Regions from separate parts of the Mus musculus genome. Here all the other regions are linked to region 1. Evidence: chromatin contacts called from public HiChIP or PLAC-seq and promoter capture Hi-C data. All regions are on one chromosome and are shown on one strand. The core of a region is the stretch at or near the end of the contact, and the rest is flanking DNA. Distances in the headings are between cores, read along the strand shown.

What was found. Promoter capture Hi-C pulls out the DNA fragments that hold promoters and counts their contacts. HiChIP or PLAC-seq counts read pairs in DNA pulled down with a chosen protein or histone mark. Capture Hi-C pulls out chosen DNA fragments and counts their contacts.
Region 2: a promoter capture Hi-C map of hippocampal neurons shows a contact between it and region 1, with 7 times the contacts expected there. The contact joins the promoter of Mybpc1 here to the promoter of Prdm4 in region 1. A contact is called at or near these places in 2 of 39 promoter capture datasets (hippocampal neurons and liver).
Region 3: a promoter capture Hi-C map of adipose tissue shows a contact between it and region 1, with 4 times the contacts expected there. The contact joins the promoter of Chpt1 here to the promoter of Prdm4 in region 1. A contact is called at or near these places in 4 of 39 promoter capture datasets (hippocampal neurons, liver and pre-B cells) and 1 of 9 other capture datasets (adipose tissue).
Region 4: an H3K27ac HiChIP or PLAC-seq map of large pre-B cells shows a contact between it and region 1, with 3 times the contacts expected there. The contact joins the enhancer-like site here to the promoter of Prdm4 in region 1. A contact is called at or near these places in 6 of 39 promoter capture datasets (the 3T3-L1 cell line, the C10 cell line, hippocampal neurons and 2 more) and 1 of 115 datasets of contacts at active chromatin or transcription factors (large pre-B cells).
Region 5: a promoter capture Hi-C map of pre-B cells shows a contact between it and region 1, with 9 times the contacts expected there. The contact joins the promoter of Gnptab here to the promoter of Prdm4 in region 1. A contact is called at or near these places in 3 of 39 promoter capture datasets (hippocampal neurons, liver and pre-B cells) and 1 of 9 other capture datasets (adipose tissue).
Region 6: a promoter capture Hi-C map of liver shows a contact between it and region 1, with 16 times the contacts expected there. The contact joins the promoter of Washc4 here to the promoter of Prdm4 in region 1. A contact is called at or near these places in 3 of 39 promoter capture datasets (hippocampal neurons and liver), 1 of 115 datasets of contacts at active chromatin or transcription factors (astrocytes) and 2 of 9 other capture datasets (adipose tissue and liver).
Region 7: a contact with region 1 is called in a promoter capture Hi-C map of liver, with 9 times the contacts expected there. The contact joins the promoter of Appl2 here to the promoter of Prdm4 in region 1. A contact is called at or near these places in 2 of 39 promoter capture datasets (hippocampal neurons and liver).

What each region holds. Positions count from the first base shown.
Region 1 is chr10:85,915,610-85,918,548 of GRCm38.p6, reverse strand. Prdm4 (PR domain containing 4) reads left to right here and starts at 1,563. Exons shown (of 12, transcript NM_001302886.1): 1 at 1,563-1,741; 2 at 1,820-2,025.
Region 2 is chr10:88,603,757-88,606,695 of GRCm38.p6, reverse strand. It overlaps Mybpc1 (myosin binding protein C, slow-type), which reads left to right and starts at 1,544. Exons shown (of 29, transcript NM_175418.5): 1 at 1,544-1,795. The coding sequence starts at 1,771.
Region 3 is chr10:88,502,478-88,505,416 of GRCm38.p6, reverse strand. It overlaps Chpt1 (choline phosphotransferase 1), which reads left to right and starts at 1,447. Exons shown (of 8, transcript NM_144807.3): 1 at 1,447-1,832. The coding sequence starts at 1,560.
Region 4 is chr10:88,419,424-88,422,362 of GRCm38.p6, reverse strand. It overlaps Gnptab (N-acetylglucosamine-1-phosphate transferase, alpha and beta subunits), which reads right to left. Exons shown (of 21, transcript NM_001004164.3): 7 at 2,803-2,937. Among named protein-coding and RNA genes, the nearest start is that of Sycp3, 39 kb to the left of the region's middle. Within about 2 kb of position 1,497, at least 107 of the 459 cell types and tissues checked have an H3K27ac peak or open chromatin away from gene starts, as enhancers often do. A contact at or near this core is called in pre-B cells, where this site is marked.
Region 5 is chr10:88,377,805-88,380,743 of GRCm38.p6, reverse strand. Gnptab (N-acetylglucosamine-1-phosphate transferase, alpha and beta subunits) reads right to left here and starts at 1,476. Exons shown (of 21, transcript NM_001004164.3): 1 at 1,209-1,476. The coding sequence starts at 1,325. Gm40733 (predicted gene, 40733) reads left to right here and starts at 1,680. Exons shown (of 5, transcript NR_168608.1): 1 at 1,680-1,729.
Region 6 is chr10:83,542,557-83,545,495 of GRCm38.p6, reverse strand. Washc4 (WASH complex subunit 4) reads right to left here and starts at 1,555. Exons shown (of 33, transcript NM_001033375.2): 1 at 1,394-1,555. The coding sequence starts at 1,454.
Region 7 is chr10:83,647,202-83,650,140 of GRCm38.p6, reverse strand. It overlaps Appl2 (adaptor protein, phosphotyrosine interaction, PH domain and leucine zipper containing 2), which reads left to right and starts at 1,477. Exons shown (of 21, transcript NM_145220.2): 1 at 1,477-1,613. The coding sequence starts at 1,560.

The sequences.
Region 1 (2,939 bases), core at 314-2,813:
GTGGCTTTAAGACCCTTATTCTACCTGCTTGGACGCCAGTATTCTCCTAGCAGCCTTCAGTTGAAGATGTAGAACTCTCAGCTCCTCCTGCACCATGCCTGCCTGGATGCTGCCATGTTCCCACCTTGATAATAATGGACTGAACCTCTGAACGGATAAGCCAGCCCTAATTAAATATTGTCTTTATAAAGATGCCAGGTCTGTCTAGAACTTACTATGTAAACCAGAATGACCTTGAATTTCTGACCTTCCTGCCTTAGTATCCTCAAGTATTGGTAGTACTCGTGTGCACCACTATGCCCCACCTCTTACTTTTTAAATGCATTTTTACACATGACAAAACTCACCAATCTTTACTATTTGATCAATCTTTATAAACATATACAGGCATGTAACCATTATCCAAAATGGTCCCTCATGTCTGTCTTTCTATATAGGCAATTTCATCTCTTCACCTATCACTAACTTCCAACATCCATCAGAGCTGTTAGTAAAGTCTTGGCCTTTTCTAGAATTTTATACAGACTTCTAGTCTTTTGTTTCTGATGTTTTTTTGCTCAGTGTAGAAAGCTTCTAGAGGTCTACCTACATGCAAATAGCTTGTTACTTTTTATTGCTGCCTAGGGCTCCACAACGGTGATTCAGTGCAACTCTTTATTGGTTGATGACAGATCATTAACAAAGTTGCAAGGAACTTAGTACATATGTCTTTGTACATACATACATACATACACACATGTATATGTTTCTGTATTGGGTAAATACTTAGGTATGATTAGTGAATTGTGGGGTATGGGATATTGCCATAAATAGACTGACAAGGTGGCAAAGAGGGTAAGGCTCTTTAGTCCCTGGTACCCACATGTGGGAAAGAGAGTGTAAGTTGTTCTCTAACTTCTTTTACACATGCACATTTGCTTTCACATCCACCCACCCACTCATATGAATAAACATTATGTCAAAAGTTGGCTACCGAGCAGATGTTGTGGTTCCAATGATTATTCTAAGTAAGCACTGTGCCTGTCCGTGCAGAAGGGACGGGAAGGCAAAGAGAGAAGAAAAACACCTGCACAAATCCCAACATCATCTTTTATGATGTGGGAGCAGGGAAACTTCACACAGGGTAAAAGAGTTTCAGAATCGAAACCCGATTACTCCTGGGCCACACCGCCGTCTGGCCCAATCCTATATTTAAAAACGTTGTGTTATGTGGATTCATGCTTCCCTACTTGAGGCCATGCCATCTGGACAGAAAAGCAGAGTCTGGAGAACGTTGGAGTTCAGAACGCACCCCTAGCACGTGTATCAGTTCTGGTCTCCTAGCAACGGCGGAGCGATTATTCGGCCCTCGATTGGATCGGCACCCAGCTGAGCTGCAACACTCTGGGTGGAGCGTCTCTAAGCCCGCCCACTCCCGGGGCTCTGCGGTTCTCCACACGCAGAGAGGGGGCGGTGCGTATCCCCGGAAGAGCGGGTCGGAGCGCAGGCCGTAGGCAGGTAGCACGGACGCAGAGTGGCTGGGAAGCCGGAAACGGGCCCGGAGTGGCTGAGAAGCCGGAAAGGCGCCCCCGAGGGTGCGGCCCCGTGAAGGCGGCGGGCCTGACCGGGCGGGGCCGGGCGGGAAATGTTAGGAGAGCTGTAAACCGGGCGCGGGGTCCCGGGAGGCAGGAGCGTCCGGGCCGACGTTCGGCCCGATGACGAGCCAGGCGGCCGGGCCAGTGCTCCCCAGCGCGGGCCTCAGGTGGGCGACGCGGCGGGGCGGGCTCGAGCGGCCCGGGGCAGGGAAAGGCCACGGCTGATCGCTCTTCTCTTCTTCCAGGTCGGCCAGTCCGGCTGCCAGCGCTTCTGGGAAAACAGCCCCGGGCGCCGCCCAGCATGCCGGGCCCTCGCCGCGGAGCGCAGCCGCCGGCCCTCGGAGACGTCGGGCAGTGCGGGGAGGCGCGGCCACCGGCGGGATGTGGTAGCACGTGACACCGGCCCCATCGCGCACCTAGCAGCCGCCGGCCCCCTGCCCTGGACGTGCAGGTGAGCAGGGCAGGTCCCCAAGGCAGGGCCGAGGGAGCGGGGCGGACGCCGCCGGAGACTCAGTCTTTGTTTGGGTGCCTTCGGGCCACACGTGTGACGCGTAAATGGATTTGAGCACCTGAACCCAATAGAAATATCCAGAGTACTAGTTGGTTCCTGGGGTGATTGTTCTGAGTAGCCGTACATTGTTAGCTGCTTGGCACCTCTTTCCTGTCGTATTTTAGCTTTCGCTATTTTAATTTGGAATGTTACTGTAGTATCATAGTTCTTCACCTTTGGGGGTTTGCGGGTTACTGTAGCCAGGGATGGTGGAGTGCGGAGGTGAAGTTTTTAAATTGTGCAAGTCTCCTGAACTAGAAGGTACTGTGTTAGCGGAGTAGTAAAGACGGAGCAGTATTTAGCTGGGTTCCCCCCCCCCCCGCCCCCAAAAGCTTTTAAAAGGCTGTCAATATAGCGGGGAAGAGAAAACGTATTGACTGAAATTATTGGAGCTGGTTGATGCATTTTGTAAAGTGGCTGTATTCCTGTTAGTTTCTTAAATGTCATTTCCAGAAAACAGCGCGAGGTTTGCAACCAACAATTGATCAACTTCGGTCAGTTAGAAACATAAAAACAGCTAAGAATAATTGGCAGAAGACACAGTGACAAGACAGAAAGAACTCAGTATCCTTTAGGCCTTCTTAGGACGGTGATATGAGGTTGGTAGAATGGCTGTGCCTTGTTGAAGGGGAAGGTCCCTTGGGAGTCACTGTGTGCAGCATTCCTTCCTGGTGTCTTCTGTCTTTGAGTACTTGTGACCTTTGGTTTATGGCTGTTGAGGCCATCACGTTTTGGGGACTCACATCAAACAGAAATCTGCTGAGCCTCTGTTACTAAAGTCTTGTTTGAACGGGTGTGAGAAGGTCCAGAATTTC
Region 2 (2,939 bases), core at 295-2,794, 2.7 Mb before region 1:
TTTTGCACAAGAGGAAACTGAGGTACAGATTGCCAGCCAGACGTCCTTCCAGCAACTCGGCTGGTTTACACCAGGTCCGTGAATAGAACCTGAGGCCCTGACTTTAGATTCTAGATTCTTTAACTCTTTTAATGTATTAACTGACATCCCCATGGTAGACACAGGTAGGCTCTTTGTCCTTCTTTCAAGCCAGGTCTAACGTGATATTCAGAATATACTGTTCTGTGGTTGACATTAACCCATTGTCATCTAAGAGCAAAGAGTCTGTTTGAAAGGCGAATGGCGTGTTCAGTAGAACAAGAGAAGGCTTTCTTAACAGGGGGGTATTCGTTGAAAGTGCTGTCCAGCCTGCCTCTCTGACTTCCCGCATAGCTAACTCATGATGCTATTGAGAGCTAGAGTTCCCATCCGTATATGAAAACCTAGCTTGGCACGGTGCTTGGTAGAACTAAGTCTGCCCAGCTGTGCTCTCAGTCACAGGGGAAATTAACCGAGACAATGTGGCTGGTTCGGGACATTCTGTTAAAAACACATGTGGTCTCATTAGTTCCTCTAGGTTTCAGGCTAAGTGACCAAGTCTGATACCTTCTGTGACTGTCTTGGATTATATTTTTGGGCCCATTTGCCATCTTAATAATCACTGTTCTGTTTACTCATGGTGTTCTGGGGAAGCCATTTGTCACCGTGAATCAAAACATTGTCTGGTCTATCTGACTTTCTTTACTTATGTTGCACATGTACAGTTTAGTGGTGTGTGTGTGTGTGTGTGTGTGTGTGTGTGTGTGTGTGTGTGTGTGTGTATTTCACAAAGCTATGAAACCATTCCCACACTCCAATTCCAGAACACCTTCATCATTGCCAGGAAAAGCTTTGCATTCATGTGCCTTCAGTTCTAATTCTACTTCCCCTAGCCTGTGACAATCACTTAAGTTATTTGCCAATGTTATATGTTTACCTAGGCAGGATATTTCATGAAAGTATGGTTGGATAACTTGACTGTATAACCTATATTTTATTGCTGGTTTCTCTCAAGTTCTATTCACATTGTGGCATATCTGTTTGTTCCATTCTTGTTTATATGCTTGTAATTTTAAAAAGAATATCTGTCTCTTGAAAATGTTGCAAGAGCAATGTATCCTAAAATAGACAGCTTTGCTATTCTTAGTAGAGAGAATGAAACAAAATATTTAACTGACTAGTTAACATTGGTGTAGAAATACAATAAAAATTTTTAATCTCATTAACTAAGAAATAAGGAAAATGAACAAATAATGTGGGCATAAAAATGATCTTCTTAATATACCTTAAAAAAAGTTTTAATAAAAATTAAGAGAGAAGCCAGGCTCATGTAGTATGATTTTCATCTATTTATTTCATCGCCCAGAAAACTCCGTGCACTGCTGAGTCGGCACACGCTTCTGTGGAACAGGCAGAGAACAGGAAAGAGCACGAGGCACAGCTGAATTTAGAAAGTTAGAGATGCTCGCATCTGCCACACGAGACGGACAGGAGAGTCCTTCCAGCAGGCGGGAGAGCGGAGCGCAGACAACAGATGTGAGAAAGGTCCCAGAGCTGTCAGGTTTCAGCATCCTTGTGCCGAAGTAGGGAGGCGCCAACATGATTGATGGTCGGAGCCTGTATAAAACCGGTCCACCTCTAAGCAGCTGCTTGTCACACTGACCCACACCATCTCTCTGCTGCCCTTGGGGTTTCTGTCAACCGCTGCTAGAAAGGAGAAAACCTTTTGGAGAGTAATCTTTTGTTGTGGTCATGCCAGAACCCACTAAGAAAGAGGGTAAGAACACCTATAAATATTCTTCTTATGGTCTCTAATATTTATTTTAGTATTTATTTTTAAACAGTTGTCTGATTGTTTTTTAAAAAAAGACTATAAAACAGTAGAATTACTGGGGTACAAAGATTTTAAAAAATGGGTGTGAAAAGACCAGAAGACTATATAATTAACTGAGAAATATCTGAAAAAGTTTATAAAGTTATATTGATTCCAATGATTAAATGGAAAATGTATTATTCAATTTCAAAAGGTCCTTAAAATGCTTACATGAAAGATGTTAACTGCTCACGGTAAGAAGGCTGCATTTTCAAGCTGTTTTTTTTTTAACTTTGTTTCTCTAAATTTCCACCTTGTGTTTGCAGTGTGCAGTGCTTGGAACATCGGATGTTTTTTCAAGCACTTTATAAATTTGGTCAAGTTTTCAAATAATAAGAATCTGTGATATTATTTGTAGTTTTTCTTCTTTTTCACAGAAAGGCATTTGAAATATACAAATAAGAATTCTTCTTTGATTGTCCTTTGGGAGCCCAGCTTTGAAATTTCTTGCTGGGAAAGAAATTTTTTCTGAATATGAGTGGTAGGTTGCACCTCTCCTGAGTTTTGCGGCATACAATCTTAAAATATGTAGCCTTTAAGAAAATAACTAAGAATAAAAACGAAAGACAATTAAAGAGTAGTCTTCATTAGAAGAAAAACTTCTCCTTTCTATAAAAAGATCAGTATTTTAAAATTTCTGGTTAGTAATGGAATTAAATTAGTGTTAGAGGTTATGAAAATAATGAAAATGTACATTCTCATTAATACATTAACTTCTAGTGGAAACATCTTTTATAACTATTACCTCATACTCTGGTTTCCCTTGGGATGACATAAATCTTTCACCCCTTACTAAAGACTGCAGAGGAGAGGAATACCTTTGAGTCTTGAGCCAAGTTTTTGATGAGCCAAGTTTTTGACAAGCCAAGTTTTTGATGTTTTGCTTCTTTGGAACTAATACAAAAATGCAAATATTTGAATCAAATCCGTTTCACTTGGGCTTTTTGAATCTTTTTTTTTTTTTTATTTCTCCTCTGTAAATAAAAGCATACTTGCACACACACAGACACACGTACACAGGCTTAGAGGTGAACATAAAAAACAATAT
Region 3 (2,939 bases), core at 198-2,697, 2.6 Mb before region 1:
GGACAGTCTAGGCTGCGTAGCAGGATTCTGTCTCAAAATCAAAGCAAACAAAGGACTGAAGATAAAGCTTAGCAGGGCCCAGCAAGGTGCTTAGTTCAAAGTCCAGGAGCAAGATAAAGTACTAGGAATCTATAATGTAAGTGTTACCAATCCCCTGCCCCCCCCCCCCCCCCCCGCCTCTGACTGGAAAGTGCTGGGATAAAGGCCTGCAGTACCATCACCCAGCTATTTTATTTTATTTTATTTTATTTTATTTTATTTTATTTTATTTTATTTTTGGTAAGAGGCCAGGTAATGAATATTCAAGACTTTGTAAGTCATCTTGTGCTATACAACTCCTCACCTCTGTGGGAAGAAACACAGCTATAGTCACAGAACTGAGATTTAAATTATATCAATTCTAACATCATAAACTTTATTCTTTGTTTTTTTTCCCAGTAATTAAAAAATGTAAGACGCATACTTCTGTAGTGTGCTGTGAGAATGAGATGGAAGGCCTGTCTTTTGAGCCAAAAGTTGCTAACCGTTCCTCAAAATAGGTGAGGAAGAGTGTATCCCATGACCTCTGTTGCTTAATCCAAGAAAGCAGAAAGTAGTTTCCAGCTTGTCTGATGTGTTAGAAAGGTGCATACAGATCAGACCCACTACGTCTAGATCAAGTGGGCAGCCTATGTCTGGTTAGGCAATAGAACATGCTTATGACAGCCCCCAGTCCAAATGGGTGCATTGTGAAGTAAGGAGCTGGTGACCTTCCATTATGTGGCAATCGGCCTTCTCCACTGAAGAAACTGTGAAACTGGCTAAGAATTTTCTCTGCTCCAAGGAAGGAGTGTCAAGTGGTCTGAAAAAACAGGCATTTGAGTTTCAAACATTCAGTTTCCCTTTGACGACAATATTTCTAAGATCTGGGGGTTTTGTTTGTTTGTTTTAAAACCTTGCCGTCTGATCCCGCAGTGAGGGGTAACTAAGTTAATATGCGGAGGGGCCTTTGTATATTCCCATGGTGCTTGAGTACTTTCTGATCAGTACATACATGGTGACCACTCCAGGTTTCAGTAGGCGACATTTTCTTGACTAATAAGAGGCCGGGGCATAGACACACAAGTCAGAGTTGTTCCTACCACTCAGTAGAAAAAAACCAGCTCAACCAGGATCCAGGCTAGCCAAGCGTCGTCACGGAAACCTGAGCAAAGGCTGGAGAGGAGGGCGAACCCTTGAGCCCCAATAGAAAAGTCACAGCGGCAGGGCCAGAGCTGCCCTCGACCTGAGTCTGAAAGCGCAGGCTGCTTGACCCCTCCCGGGGCGTCCAGAGCCAAGCTCACTGAGGCCCCGCCCCGGTCCCGCCCCCAGCCTCGCCACCGCCCGCGAGCTCGCTGAGGCCCCACCCCCCCGTGGCCCGGCCTTGCCCCGCCCCCGAGGCCCGGCCCCGCCCCCGCGGCCCGCTGCTAAGTGAGTCCCACCGGCGGAGCTGGCCCGGGCGCTGTGCCCTCGCTCGGCTCTCTCCGCCCCCCGCGCGGGCCGCGGGCTGCGCCGGGTCGCGGCGGGCCCCGCAGGCAGCCATGGCGGCGGGCGCCGGGGCCAGGCCGGCGCCGCGCTGGGTAAAGGCGCTAGGTGAGCCGCTCAGTGCCGCGCAGCTGCGGCGGCTGGAGGAGCACCGCTACACCGCGGTGGGAGAGTCGCTGTTCGAGCCGCCGCTGCAGCTTTACTGGACCTGGCTGCTCCAATGGATCCCGCTCTGGATGGCCCCCAACACCATCACCCTCATCGGCCTCGCCATCAACCTGGTCACCACACTAGTGCTCATCTTCTACTGCCCTACAGTCACGGAGGAGGTAGGGCTGGCCGCCCGATGGTACTGTTCCCTGGAGCCCCCCTTGGGCCTCCTTCGGAGACGGCTCCACTATAGGCGTCAGTGGAGCGGGGAGACCCTGCGTAGCGGAGCATCCTCTAGGTCTCCCTCTAGGAGGGAGGTGCGGACGCGACCAGATTGCTGTCCCCTGGCAGTATTCATTTTCAGCCTCCCCGGGGCTCCTAGAGACTGTCGCACCACTACCCCAATCCTGTGACCATTCTGAGCTTCTCTGGGGGGCAGGGGCGCTGTCAAGGTCACTTACTGCCCCAGCCCTGTCTGCCAATCTCATCCCTGGGGCCATGGGACCACCAGCCCATATTTCGCACACTGGAGATTAAATACCTACATCTCCATGCTAGCAGGACTTGTGGATGGGTTAGGTAAGGCCAAGTGCCCTTTAGCACTTTATAATTCTGTTTCTCAAAGGTGGTGCCTAGCGATCCTGAAATTACTGGTAGCACTGATCGAAGATAAGTTATTTCTGGATAAGATAAGAAACTTCCTCGTTGCTTCCTTGGCTTTTTCATGAAAAACAAACAGGATGTAGGTGACAGTCTTTACAATTATCTAGACTTTGAGATTATAAATACCAACATATTTTATTAGTTGTAATTATATCCAACCTAAGTCTAAAGTAAGAATATTAACATGGGCTTTAGACAGTGGTGGTCAGAAGTGGTTCATTGGGCTGAGTATAGAGAGCATAAAAACAAGGGAGAGTGTCTTGAAACACTATATAGGATAACATTGCAGATTCCATGGCATTACTTTCTTTACGCTCCCTCTGTAATTACGTGTAAATATAGATCGTGCACAAACTCGAGAGTCGAGGTTGGATACCAGGAATACAATAGAAATAGCTCATGTTCTGCATCCATGCAAACACTTCTTTTTAAGGGCTTAGTGGAGCCTGCCCTTTAAAACATCTTGCCTGCCAACAACTGTGTTTGTCACGTGTACCTCCACTGTCACTTGTTTTCATGTGATTTAAAACACTAAGCTGTTTGGGGTTTCACTGGTTCCCGAACCCCCTGAAGCTCACTGTATCAGGATGGAAGCATGGCAGGCCTGCAAGTGAAGGATTTGA
Region 4 (2,939 bases), core at 248-2,747, 2.5 Mb before region 1:
GAGCACAAGCGTACTGAGGACAGAGTGACATTGGTCTCATTAGTATAATGATGATCACATCAGGCAAGTTCTAGTTCAGTGGGTTCCAGGAACTTAATACAATCATTGCTGATTAAACTTTGTCATTTATTTATTTTTTATTTTGTGGTGTGGGAGTCTGTGCGTGTGCATGCGTGTGCATGTGGTGCATATGTGTGTGCATGTGTGTGAGGATGTATGAACACAAGAGCATGCATGTGAGAATCAGAGGGTAACTTGCAACCTTGCCTTGCCCATCTCCCCAGCCATCCCTAAGGAAGCCTGTGGCCTTTAGGAACTCCCCAGACACACTACCTACTTCCCAGCCCTCAACATTTTTTTCCAGGCTATTCTCAGAGCACTCCCTTCTCAACCCAGGAACAGTGGCTCTGTTGAGGACCCAGCTAAGGTGCAAAGCCCATTTAACTCCTACCTTGACTAAAACCCAGGCGTCCTTGGGCACTGCTATAGTGGAAGTGTTCATGTCCCAAGGAAATGTCTTAATTCCCTCTGTTCTCTCTCACATACTCCCTGGCATGCAGGAGGTATTTGATAAAAACCATCTAGAAAGACTGGGAACCGATGACAGGAACCACCCTTCTCAGAAGGTGTATAACAGAACCAGAAGGGGAAGAATGGAAGGGCCGGAGGCTGGGAAGTGGCTGCATAAAAGTATAGGGACCTGAGTTCTGGTCACCAGAACCCGTGTACGAGCCGAGCAGGCCTGTAAGCTCAGCGCTTGGTTGGGGAAAGGGAGACAGATTCCCTAGAGCTCATTGGTCAGGCAACCTGGCCAACCGCTGAGGCTGAGGCCAAACATTCCATAAGAGACTCCGGCTCATCAGGGGGAGAGTAACGAAGGAGGACACCTGACATCAACCTCTGGCCTCCCCATGCACCTACTCCTGTACACACATATACACACACTCTTGGGAGCAAGGGTTGCCCGCACTTTCCCCTAACAGACGCAGACTGGAAAAACTGAACTCAAATGCGCCCTCATCGGTTCCTACTGGGTCTCCATTTCTCCAAACTCAAGTCACCGCTACACCTTACACCCAGCTGCACACACCACACAGCAGCAGCTGGCAGAGCCTACCGCTGTTCAGAACTGTTATCTATGTCAGTACACACTGGTCACCAACAGGCATGTCAGGTGTTGACAGCACACAAGTGGGCCAACACAGCAGGATGTGAAAATATCCACACACAATTAAGACAAAATAAATTCCTAATTGCTTTTAAATTTTTGATTAATGTGGACTTACAGAAACAGAATCGGGAACACCATTCTTCCCACATAACGGGGATGAGTCGGCAATGGAAAGGACCGATGTAATTTATCGGTCATTCTGATGTTAGCGACTCAGCCAAAGCCAAATAAAGTTTGACTGAAACGAAAGCTAATCTGTCTATAGTTTCAACTGCTCAAATCAGTACTGAAAGTACCTCAGGGGAAGGAGGAAATGCGGCATCTATTTTAGGATAACTGAAGATTAACCACAAATACAACCCAAATACGGCTTCGTGCTATTCCGGTCCATACAAGTACTGCATGCTAACTGATTGCACTTCTGGAACTGTTTCTATGTCAGACGAAGAAAGGCTACAGGGGACAGCTGGGCACAGTGGCGAGTTCCTGGAGCACCAAGAAGAAGCAGAGGCAGGAAGGTTACAAAGTTTGAGGACAGTCTAGTCTACATAGCAAGTTGCCGGCCAGTCAGGATTACAGAGTGAGACCGCCCCAAACAAAAATGAGGATGAAGAAAAGAGGAGGAGGAAGAGGAGGAAGGGGAAACAAACTAAGGGACAAAGCTAGCTAGCTATGGGGAAGAAGGGAACCGAGAAAAAAACGACATCATTCACACAGCGGTTTTCTCACCGTAACACAAAGCACCTTAACCCATCGAAGCCAGGGAAGGAGGAAAAAGTTACAGGGATCTCTGGGTGGATGGAATGACTAATGCAAGAACTGAGAAAGAACTCGCTACTCCCTTTCCGCCACCCCCCACCTTCTCCAGCCCCTCACAAATTTTGTTAAATGGTAAAAACATGAGAGAGCCAGATTTCAACCATTCCAGAGGCAAGGACTGTACGCCTGCTCCTCTAAGACAAAAGAGGCTGTGTTCACCCCCACCCTCCACCCCCTAATGTGCTACAACAACGTGACGTAAGGTCATCAAGAAAACACCCACACGGCTGTCCCAGGCAGATGATTCAGAGAATAAGAAATGTTCGGGAAAAGGTCACCAGCCAACCAAAGTTGATCCTTAGAGAAAGAATGGTCAGGGCTGATGGCTAAGAAATACACTTATATCTTAAACACATTGGTGGCTGGATTTGCTATTAATCAGAATTTCATATTTTCAAACTTTATACATATCTACAACCCCTTATGAATGAAAGCTTTCATAGATGTGCATGTTAGAGTTCTAACTACTTCTACGACTTTCCCCAACACACCCACACATAGACATGTATCACAGACACACACATACAGAGACACACAAAAACACACACAACACACACAGAGTAAGAAAAATGTGAGTGATAAATTATAAAAATAGTAATTTCAGAGCTTAGTTTGAAGGTGCGAATCTGTAATACCAGCACTTGAGATGCTGAGGCAGGAGGATTGCTGGAAGCAGTGGGGGAGGCTCTTCCGCACAGATCTACTTCTGACAGCACACTGAGATGGGGCAGTTGCTCTTTGCCCTTTATGACTGTTGGCTAAACTTGCATGAAATAAGAGGTGCCATGCGGGTGGCTCCTTTTCTGTCTTACCAGCTTTATTTTAGAGGAAAGCTTTTCTGGCAGCTTTGTCTTCAGTTGACTCGTCTCCTTGAAGGTCGGTGGGAATCCACTCAGGAACGCCAAGCCTTGCATCAGCACTAAGCCAGGGGCTTCTTTGTCTGTTGTCT
Region 5 (2,939 bases), core at 227-2,726, 2.5 Mb before region 1:
TATAAAACCCTTTTAACCTCTTACTAAAATATAAGCAAATAAATAAAACAGGGAGACCATTCCAAACTCTTTGAAAGCGCATGTTTTCTTCCTGTCTCCAGGGGCAGTGTTCTGTTGAATGGCACACTTGTGCCCATTCATTTCTGACCTGCTCATACCCCTTTGCACACTTAAGATGGCGAAGACTGTACTAGACTACCCAAGAATCAAATAACTGAAATTTAAACTGAAGAGTAATGGCAGTCCCCAGAACGTTCAAGGTATGTCTCCAAAGGAGCATAAAATTCATTTAACCTGGCTGCTCACACCTCCCAAACCGGTTGTCTGTGCTCTTTGAAGAGTTTACAGTCTAATCAAACTGCTTCACTGCACATCAATTAAACGCAGTTCTCAGTCCAAGAAGGACCAGCGACTTGATCTAAAAAGTATTAGCATAGCCCATGACGCAAGGGTGGGTCTGTGCTGGCTCTCAAGAGGTCCGGGGCTGGAGTCCAAGATCCGCAGGCAGTCCTAGTCACCTGACAAGGGCCCTACTCTGAGATAAGCACTTGGTGCTTCCCATCAGCGTGTGCATTCTCACTAGTAAGGCCTCCAACCCGCTGGCATGCAGCTGTACAAAACAGCAGAGCCATTATGAAAAAGGAAAAAAGTTAATTTAAAAAAATCTCCCTTTCACTCTGCAAAATTCACATGCAAAACGGCGCAAAATTCACATGCAAAACGGCGCAAAATTCACATGCAAAGCCGCGCATGCCTCTAAGACAAAGTCTGCGATCCAGAAGAAACAGAAGATAAGGTGTTTTGTCAACGGTGAAGGACTAGTAGGGTGGCACCGCAGGACTGGATCCTACGGAGAGCCAGGGAATGAAGGATCACTACAGAAAAATACAAACCCTAGGAGAGAGTTTCACCAGCGCAAGGCCTTAGAGCCAAAATCAAATGGCCAGAGGACTCTTGGGGACACCCTGCAGAAGGAAGGGGATCCATGCGCACGCTGAAGCACGCGAGGCCCGGACGTCCAGTCCAGCTGCTGCAGGCGAGCCGGGGAGAGGATGCACGCTCAGCGCCTGGGACTAGTGGGCCGTGTGCTGGTCCCCAGGCTGCAGGGAAGATGGGGAGGCAGAAGGGAGATTCGGGGTGCCGGCACCGCGGGGCTCAATCGGGGAATGCTGCGCACGCGGCTCCGGGGCTCGGGCTCCGCTACTCACCTCTCCGAACTGGAAAGCCGAGACGATGGTGACAACGACGCCCACGAAGCAGACGTAGAGCCCATACCTGTGGGATAGGCAGGTATAGGTCTGTCTCTGCAGGAGCTTAAGCAGCATCACCCCGGCCCCGCCACCCCACGCCAGGAGGAGCCCGCGCCGCGCCACCGCCTCAGCGAGCCGCCATTCAGGGGCCCCCGGACGCGCCGCCGCGCTTAGCTCACAGCCCCCGGCTGCCGCACATTGTCGCTCCGGCGACCGACGGCCCGCTGGGCTCCACGCCGCGGCCGCCGCTTCCGGGAGCCCGGAGCCCACGCCCTCGGCGCGGCGGAGGCGGACCCAGGGCCCGCAAGGCGCCCGGCGCCACCCGGGGTTGGCCTCGGAGAGGCGGCGGCGAGTCGCCAGCGCCACCTAGAGGGCGGAGGGGCAAGGGCAGGCGCGCGCCCTCCCATCTGCGCGTGCGCCGTGGGCCCTGCCCTTTGGGCCCTCTGCCTTCTGCACGGTGGGACCCACCCAACCAACAGGTAAGCGACCCGGGCTGTCCCCTGCAGTGTGCCAATGGGCAATCCTGATGAACCAAAAAAACACAGCTCCTGCCTCAAGTTTATCTTCGAAAGAAAATTTGAAAGATCGTGGCTAGGGAATGCATATTCGGCTTGTCCCAAATGACATAATCTACTCTAGACGTTCGTACACGAGGTTTAATTGGTTTTGGAAAAACAAAAGTCACTAATCGGGCATTTATCAAAAAAAATTTTTTGAGGTCACAGGTAGGCTGATTGTGGCAAAGCAGGGAAAACTAACGGATTTAGTTACTATCTGAAGCCTTAGCTTTTGATAGGTAATCAATCTGCTTATAAGTTTGTGTATGCAGGGGAACTCGCACGCGTGCGCGTGTGTGTGAGTGCGTGTGCGTGTGCGTGTGTGTGTGTGTGTGTGTGTGTGTGTGTGTGTGTGAGTGTATGGTGAGGGTCACTTGTTTCTGTCCTTCCATGCTGCGGGTTCAAGGAACTGAAGTCAGGCTTGGCATCACCTTAACCTGCTGAGCCATTTCAGAAACCCTTTCAAATACAACTGGGTAGTATAGCTATTGAATTGGCATTGTTAATTATAAAAAATTTTAAAAAGGAACTGGAGTGTTATAGAGAACTAACTAAGTTTTCGGGTCAAATTCACTTGGAGAATTGTTTGGGCCTACCTGGGTCTTTTTGTGTGGGGGTGGGGTGGGAGTGGGGAATTACCCTCATTACACGGCATACTCTCAAATGCAGTGTCTACCACAGTGCATACCTGTTGAGCACTTGGGACGTTGAGGCAAGAAGGTTATGAGTTCAAAGCCAACCTGGTCTTGGTAGTGAGACCTTGTCAATAAACAAAAGAAAATTAAAATGAAACCCCTCACTTTCCTACTTTGTTTCATTCGTCTAGTCCTCAACTTATCCTCTTTCTTCTGAAGCTTTCGTTGGTTTTGTTGGTTGGTTTGGGAATTATTAGGTTTTGTTTTGCTTGGTGGGGGGAGGGTGGGAAGGGGAGGGGACAGGAGTGGGGGAAGCTGGGACAGAACGGTGTGGAGGATTTTGAAACAGTGTCTCAAGAAGCCCCGGCTGGGTTCTAACTCCCAATGTAGCCAGGCAAGCCTTGAACTCTTCCCTCCCTCCCTTCCACCTGGGATTACAGGGCGGCACTACCCACCTCTTTTATCAGGCGTTCCAGTTGAATGCTTTGTGCCCTTTA
Region 6 (2,939 bases), core at 306-2,805, 2.4 Mb after region 1:
ATGCTAAGAGATCACCTGGTTAGACCTGGGTAAACGACAGCAACACTAAATTCCTTGCCAGTAAGATAACAAGTAGCTATGAACTCATAAAAGTTCTTAAAGTACAAGAAGAGACTAAGAACCAGTGGCCCTCTGTGCATAACATACTCCCCCTCCCAACAAACTGCATTTCTTGTAGTTTTCCTACTACTTTTTAAAGTTAGTAAACAACATTATGAGTTTCACCATGGCATTTTCATACATACATGGTTTTTATATTGTGTCCTCACCCACGTCCTGTTTCCACTCCTTTCCCCAGTCCTGAGCATCTAAAAAACTGATTATGTCTAAATAACTGATCATTCATTCCACTTAAAGCTGAAACCCAGTATACCTTCATTCCAACTTTGGTTAGATTAAACTAAAGTAGGGACCTCAGCGCACAATGGGGGGGGGGGGGGGGAGGAGAAGGGGTGGTTACTATCCTTCCATCTAGATTTTTCTTTATGCTGACTAAGACCAATATCTTAAGATCTGCCCAGCACCCTGAACATAGTTCAACTAGATGTAAAGGCAAAACACAGTTACATAGGAATCTGTACATGGTCTAGTATCTCTGTAAAATAATTCATAATGCAGCTGTACTTTATTTTTAAAGGCATTCCTACTTTTGGGAAAGGTATGCATTTAAAAATTTCTTGGGCAACTCGCCCCAATATATCTTCTATCACACAGAAAAAACAAACAAACAAACAAACAAACAAATCAACCTCCAGAGTGTCTCTAATTAGTTTGGGTTGTCCATTTATGCTGAAACAAACTATGAGGCTTTTGGGGTTGGAAGTGATTTTAAACATAAACTTGGACTTGACGTCATGAGGCAACTGCGAAGCAGATCTGATTTTTTAAAAAGTTAAAATAGATTTAAAAACCTTTTCAGCTATTTAAAAATCAATAAAGGGCCGAGAAGGAATAAGATATTCCTATGTTGGTTGATTTTTTTTTTAAGGCCAGAAAGAGCTGTTTTTAGCTGTCTCTGTGGTTCTAAGAACGTGAATCCAAACTTCAAAAGTTGGCTTGAGAAGCAAAGAAAAACAGGAAACCGAAACGGGAACCCAGACTCTTCTAGAACTGAAGGCTGAGCATCTGGGGCAAACCCTGGGACGGGATGGACAACCCGGGAGGATGGCCTCGCGCGGGGCTCCCCAGCGATGGCACCGCTGGCCCGTCACCGATTCCGGGAGGGACGCAGGGTGCGAGTGCACGGCCAGACGCGACCACACGGTCACGCAGAGCGCCCCAGTCCCACCCAGCGGGAGGGTCCCGAGAGGGCGGCTGCGCAGCGCGGCGCCGCACCGCGCCGCCCTCCGTCCGCAGCGCCGCCCGGCCCGCCTCGCCCGATGCCGGGGCTTACTCTGAGAGCCGTCGTCCACGCGGTCGAAGTCCCAGTCGGGCGACAGAGTGTCCACGGCCATCGCCGCGGAACCTCCCACAGACACAGCCCCGAGCAGCCACAGCCGCGACGCGGGCCTCACCCCAGCCGCTGTCACGGCACGTGACTTCCGGCTTCGGCCCCGCCCCCGCACGCCAGAGCCAGTGGACTCTCGGCCCTGCGGACCGCGGGAGCCGCTGGGAAAGCGAGTCGACCGCCTGCTCCCGGCGCGGCCGCCATAGTGATGGCTGCCGTTGGCATCCTGCATCCTTTCCTGGTCTCGCTGCCGTTCACGACTGTTCTCAGGGCACATTCCGTTCCTCGAGGCTCTTTTTTTTTTATATCCTAGGGGATTACTCCCTCAGTCTAACCTGGAAAGAATGGAAATAACCGGGTGGGGCCCAACGCAAGACCCGGTCCTTCACCTGGACACTGCCCGAGCCCTTGGACCAAGATGCCTGTCTCACCAGCTCCCTTTCTGTCTTTACCCTCGCGATTCCTTGATCCCCTTGCACTTCCTGTGCAGATTATTTGTTGAGAAAAGACCTGTGTGTGTAAAAAAGTAATGACTTTAAGAACGCCACCAAGCAATCTCACTACTGGGTTTGCTTTACATAGATCACTATTCTTTCTTTCCTTGCTTTTAAGAAGGTGGGGTGGGAACTGTGTTACCCTGAGTTCTACATCTATCCTAACGTTTACACAAAACGCTTTCTATCAGGGCAGTTTTTAGTATGTACTTCTACGAAGCAGTCTAAATAGCATCAAAAAAAAAATCATAATGTAAAATTTAAGACATCCATACTCTGAACTCCTAGAAAGCTACAAAATGAAATAGGTCTCAAATGGCATTAAAGAAAAAAAAGAAAAAAAAAAAAAGGAGAGGAGTCGATTTTAGAACAATGCATATTTGCTGTAACATCTACAATCGACGTAAACGTTTATTTATGCTCATGTGTTTGCAAATGCATAGGAAGAATTCAAATCTCATTAAAGAAGACTGGATTACTTGAAAACGGGTAGGTGCTCATTAATACAAAGTGGCTCTTAAATTTTTCTTGTGTCTATTAGCTGAGTCTTTTTCAAGCAGAGTTTTAAAGTTATTTGCATTATATAAAGTACCACAAATCAATATAGAATGTTCTCTTGAAGAGCATGTTCTGAGATGCTAAGGTTTGGGCTTGGTTTTATTTTGAGACAAGATCTCATTATCGTAGCTGAGAGTCCCTGCTGCTCCTGGGCCTGTGACAAGGCTATGGAGGGAAACCTCTACAGATCTGAGCCACAAATGAACATCTTTACTTTGTAAAGTGCTTTCCTAAGTGCTGGGAATACAGGCATGTGTCACCATGCCTGGCATTGCAAAGAAATTAGAAAATGCTTTTTTTTTCTAACAAAAGTGTTTGTTACAGTGACAGCTGACAAACACATGTGGACTTAGTGTGTCTCTGGCTTCAGGGTGGCCTATTGGAATTTTCAGTTTCTGTAGCATGCAGTTCTGGCAGCCTTCTTTAGGTTCCATATGGTA
Region 7 (2,939 bases), core at 228-2,727, 2.3 Mb after region 1:
TGCTCAGGTAGTTCCCATAAGACATAGAATTTGTGCAGTATCATACTCTCCTGGTAATTTTGGTGACACCTCATTGGACAAATAGTACTGATTTTATGTGTCAATCCATTGAAACTCGTGCCTTTAATATACGTCAAATTCCACTTCTGACCTTCTACACAACCTTTTCTTCTTTCTCCAGCCTACGCTGTAGGGTCCTGAGTAAAGTATCTCATTCTCCAGTGTCCCTTCTTCTCACTTTTAAATGACATCACAGAACTACATAATCTATCCTTTCTAACCCCGAAAATTTCATTATGAAATTCTCCATAACGAAAAACCTTAAAAAACCAGGAAGATGAGACCTAATTATATGGCCCCAAATCATTTAGCAGTGATCTGAATATCACGGAAAACACACACACACACACACACACACACACACACACACGCACGCACGCACACACACACACACACACACACACACGTAATGTCTGTGCTCTGAACTGTTTGAGTGTGGGCCTGTCCTGGTATTTAAAAAAAAAAAAAAGAGGCCAGAGGCTGGTAAGATGGTTCAATAGTTAAGGGCACTTATCTCCAAGCCTGAGACCTGAGTTTAATATCCAGAATCCCCATGGTTGGAAGGAGAAAAGTCTTTCACAGTTTGTCTTCTGAACTTCACACACTAAATATAATTTGTCTTGTTGTATTTTTAAATGGTGTGTGCATTTCCTATGGGAGATACGTGCACATGAGTGTGCCCATGCATGTCCCTACGGGAAATAAGGTGCATGCCACAGCCTCCTACCAGGTGCTGAGAAGCAAACTCACATCTTCTGCAATGTCCTTTACACCATCTCTCCTGCTCTACCCAAGCCCATCTTCTAACCCAAATTAAAAAATAAAATAAGAAGACGCCAAGGCTGGGGGTGTGGCTACTTTGGTAGAGGGTTTGCCTAACTTGAAGGAAGCCCTGGGTTTGATCCCCAGCACTGCACAAAACTCCAGTTTGGTAGTCGAAGTCTGTTATCCCATCACGCTCTGAAAGTGGAGGCAAGAGGATCAGAAATTTAGAATCATCCTCAGTTACACAGCGAGTTAGATGACAGCCTGACTCCCTACCCCCGCCCCCCCCCCCACACACCCCAAAAAGAGGCCAGAGAACAACTGCAAAATCTGTTCACTCTTATCTCCTCCCACACAGAGAGAGCAATCTGCAGAACCGCAAGAAGATAAAAGCCTATCGTCCCACCCGGAGATGCGCCATGAGCACGGGGGAGGGCAGCCTCGAGCACCGGGGAGGGCAGCCTCCAGCCGGAACCTCCCGGTGCTGCTGCGCTGGCCGGAGGGGCCCGAAGCCCCGGGATCGGACGGAAGCGTGGTCGCCACACTTCCGGTGTCCTGTCCCGGACTGTCTACATGTCCGGCGCCTGCCACACTTCCTGTTGATCCCGGCAGCGGGGGGCCGGGCTGAGGGGCGGGCCGCGGAGAGTGGGCAGGCGCGGGCTCCGAGCTAAGTCTCAAGTCCCCGAGCGCCGAGTGTCCCCTCCTCGCATCCCGCGCTCCCTCGCCGCCGCGCCATGCCCGCCGTGGACAAGCTCCTGCTGGAGGAGGCGCTGCAGGACAGCCCCCAGGTACCCCCGGGAAGGCTGGGAGGGAGCCGCGGTGCCCCACCGGCGCTCGGGGAGGTCGGGCAGTCGTTGTCCCACAGTAGTAGCTCCCTAGCAGGGTAACAAGGTTTTCAAGCAGTGTCTCGTGCAGAAGAAGGCGACAGCACTATCCACACAGACGCTGCTGGTACTAACGAGTCCACGAGACCTAATGAATGCAGGGGCCGGAATAGGAAGCACAGAAAACCTGGATCCATCGCCAAGTCGACCCAGGGAAGAGAAAATTCCAACATTTGCCCCATTTGTGCCACAGGGTGGTGGTGATGGGGCTTCATTAATATAGTGGAGATGTGAATCAAGCCCTTTGAGCTTGAGATAGTGCATAGTGACAGTAGTTCAGAAGTCACAGGACTTTCCCCAGGGATCTTCTATTCCCTTTCCTGGTATGGCATCCCTAGCTTATTTAAATAAATACCTTCATCCTCTAGTATCTCCGGTCCTGAAAAAACTAGAAAGGCTCAAGCTGTTCTTCACAGTCTCTCCTCTTCTTTCGGGTTTCTTCCTTGGCTCCCAAAGTAACTTGTACCTCCCAGATGGAAGTTTGATGAGTTTACCTACATTTCCCCCATCTCTCCCTTGCAGAATAAATCAAAAGGGCTATCGGTGTGTGCCTGTCTTAGGCTCAGTTCTGAATGATTGTCCCCATGTAGAGGAGCAAGGATATGTAAGCAAGCTGTGATAATTAGTATTCCCATTACTTGGGATTTTGTTTTTTGTTGTGTTTTGTTTTGATACAAGGTCTTACTATGTAGCCATAACTGGACTGAAAACTTGCCCTGTAGACCACGCTAGCCTTGAACTTACATCTTGGGTGCTGGGATTACAGATGTGTTGTTATGCTCAGCCTGTTTTGTTTGTTTGTTTGTTTGTTTTGTTTTTTAACTGATTCAACTTTTTAAACAGACTGGCATGTATTGTGCTAATTCTTCGCAGGCTTCCTTATACAGCTCTGGATGTCAGGTGTTTGCTTTGGACCCCAGCCTTTGTTGGAAAGCATTTCAGCCTTCCTCCCCTGTCGTTAGGATCTGAACATAAGCGTGTGGAAATCATAACCACCGTGGTTGTGAATAGGGCTTTCCATTTGCTTTGTACTTGGTGACACGGAAGGTCAAAGACAGACCGTTTCCCTAACCAGTCGTGATGGTGGCAGAGCCAGGCACACAGACATCGCACAGTCTGGAGTTTTGAGGCCTCTAATGGGTGCGCACCATTTCTGAATGGCATAAATGAGTCTGAGACCTGGGCTGCAGTTCTGCTTCTAATTGTCCGGTGTTCTCATCTGCAGAAACT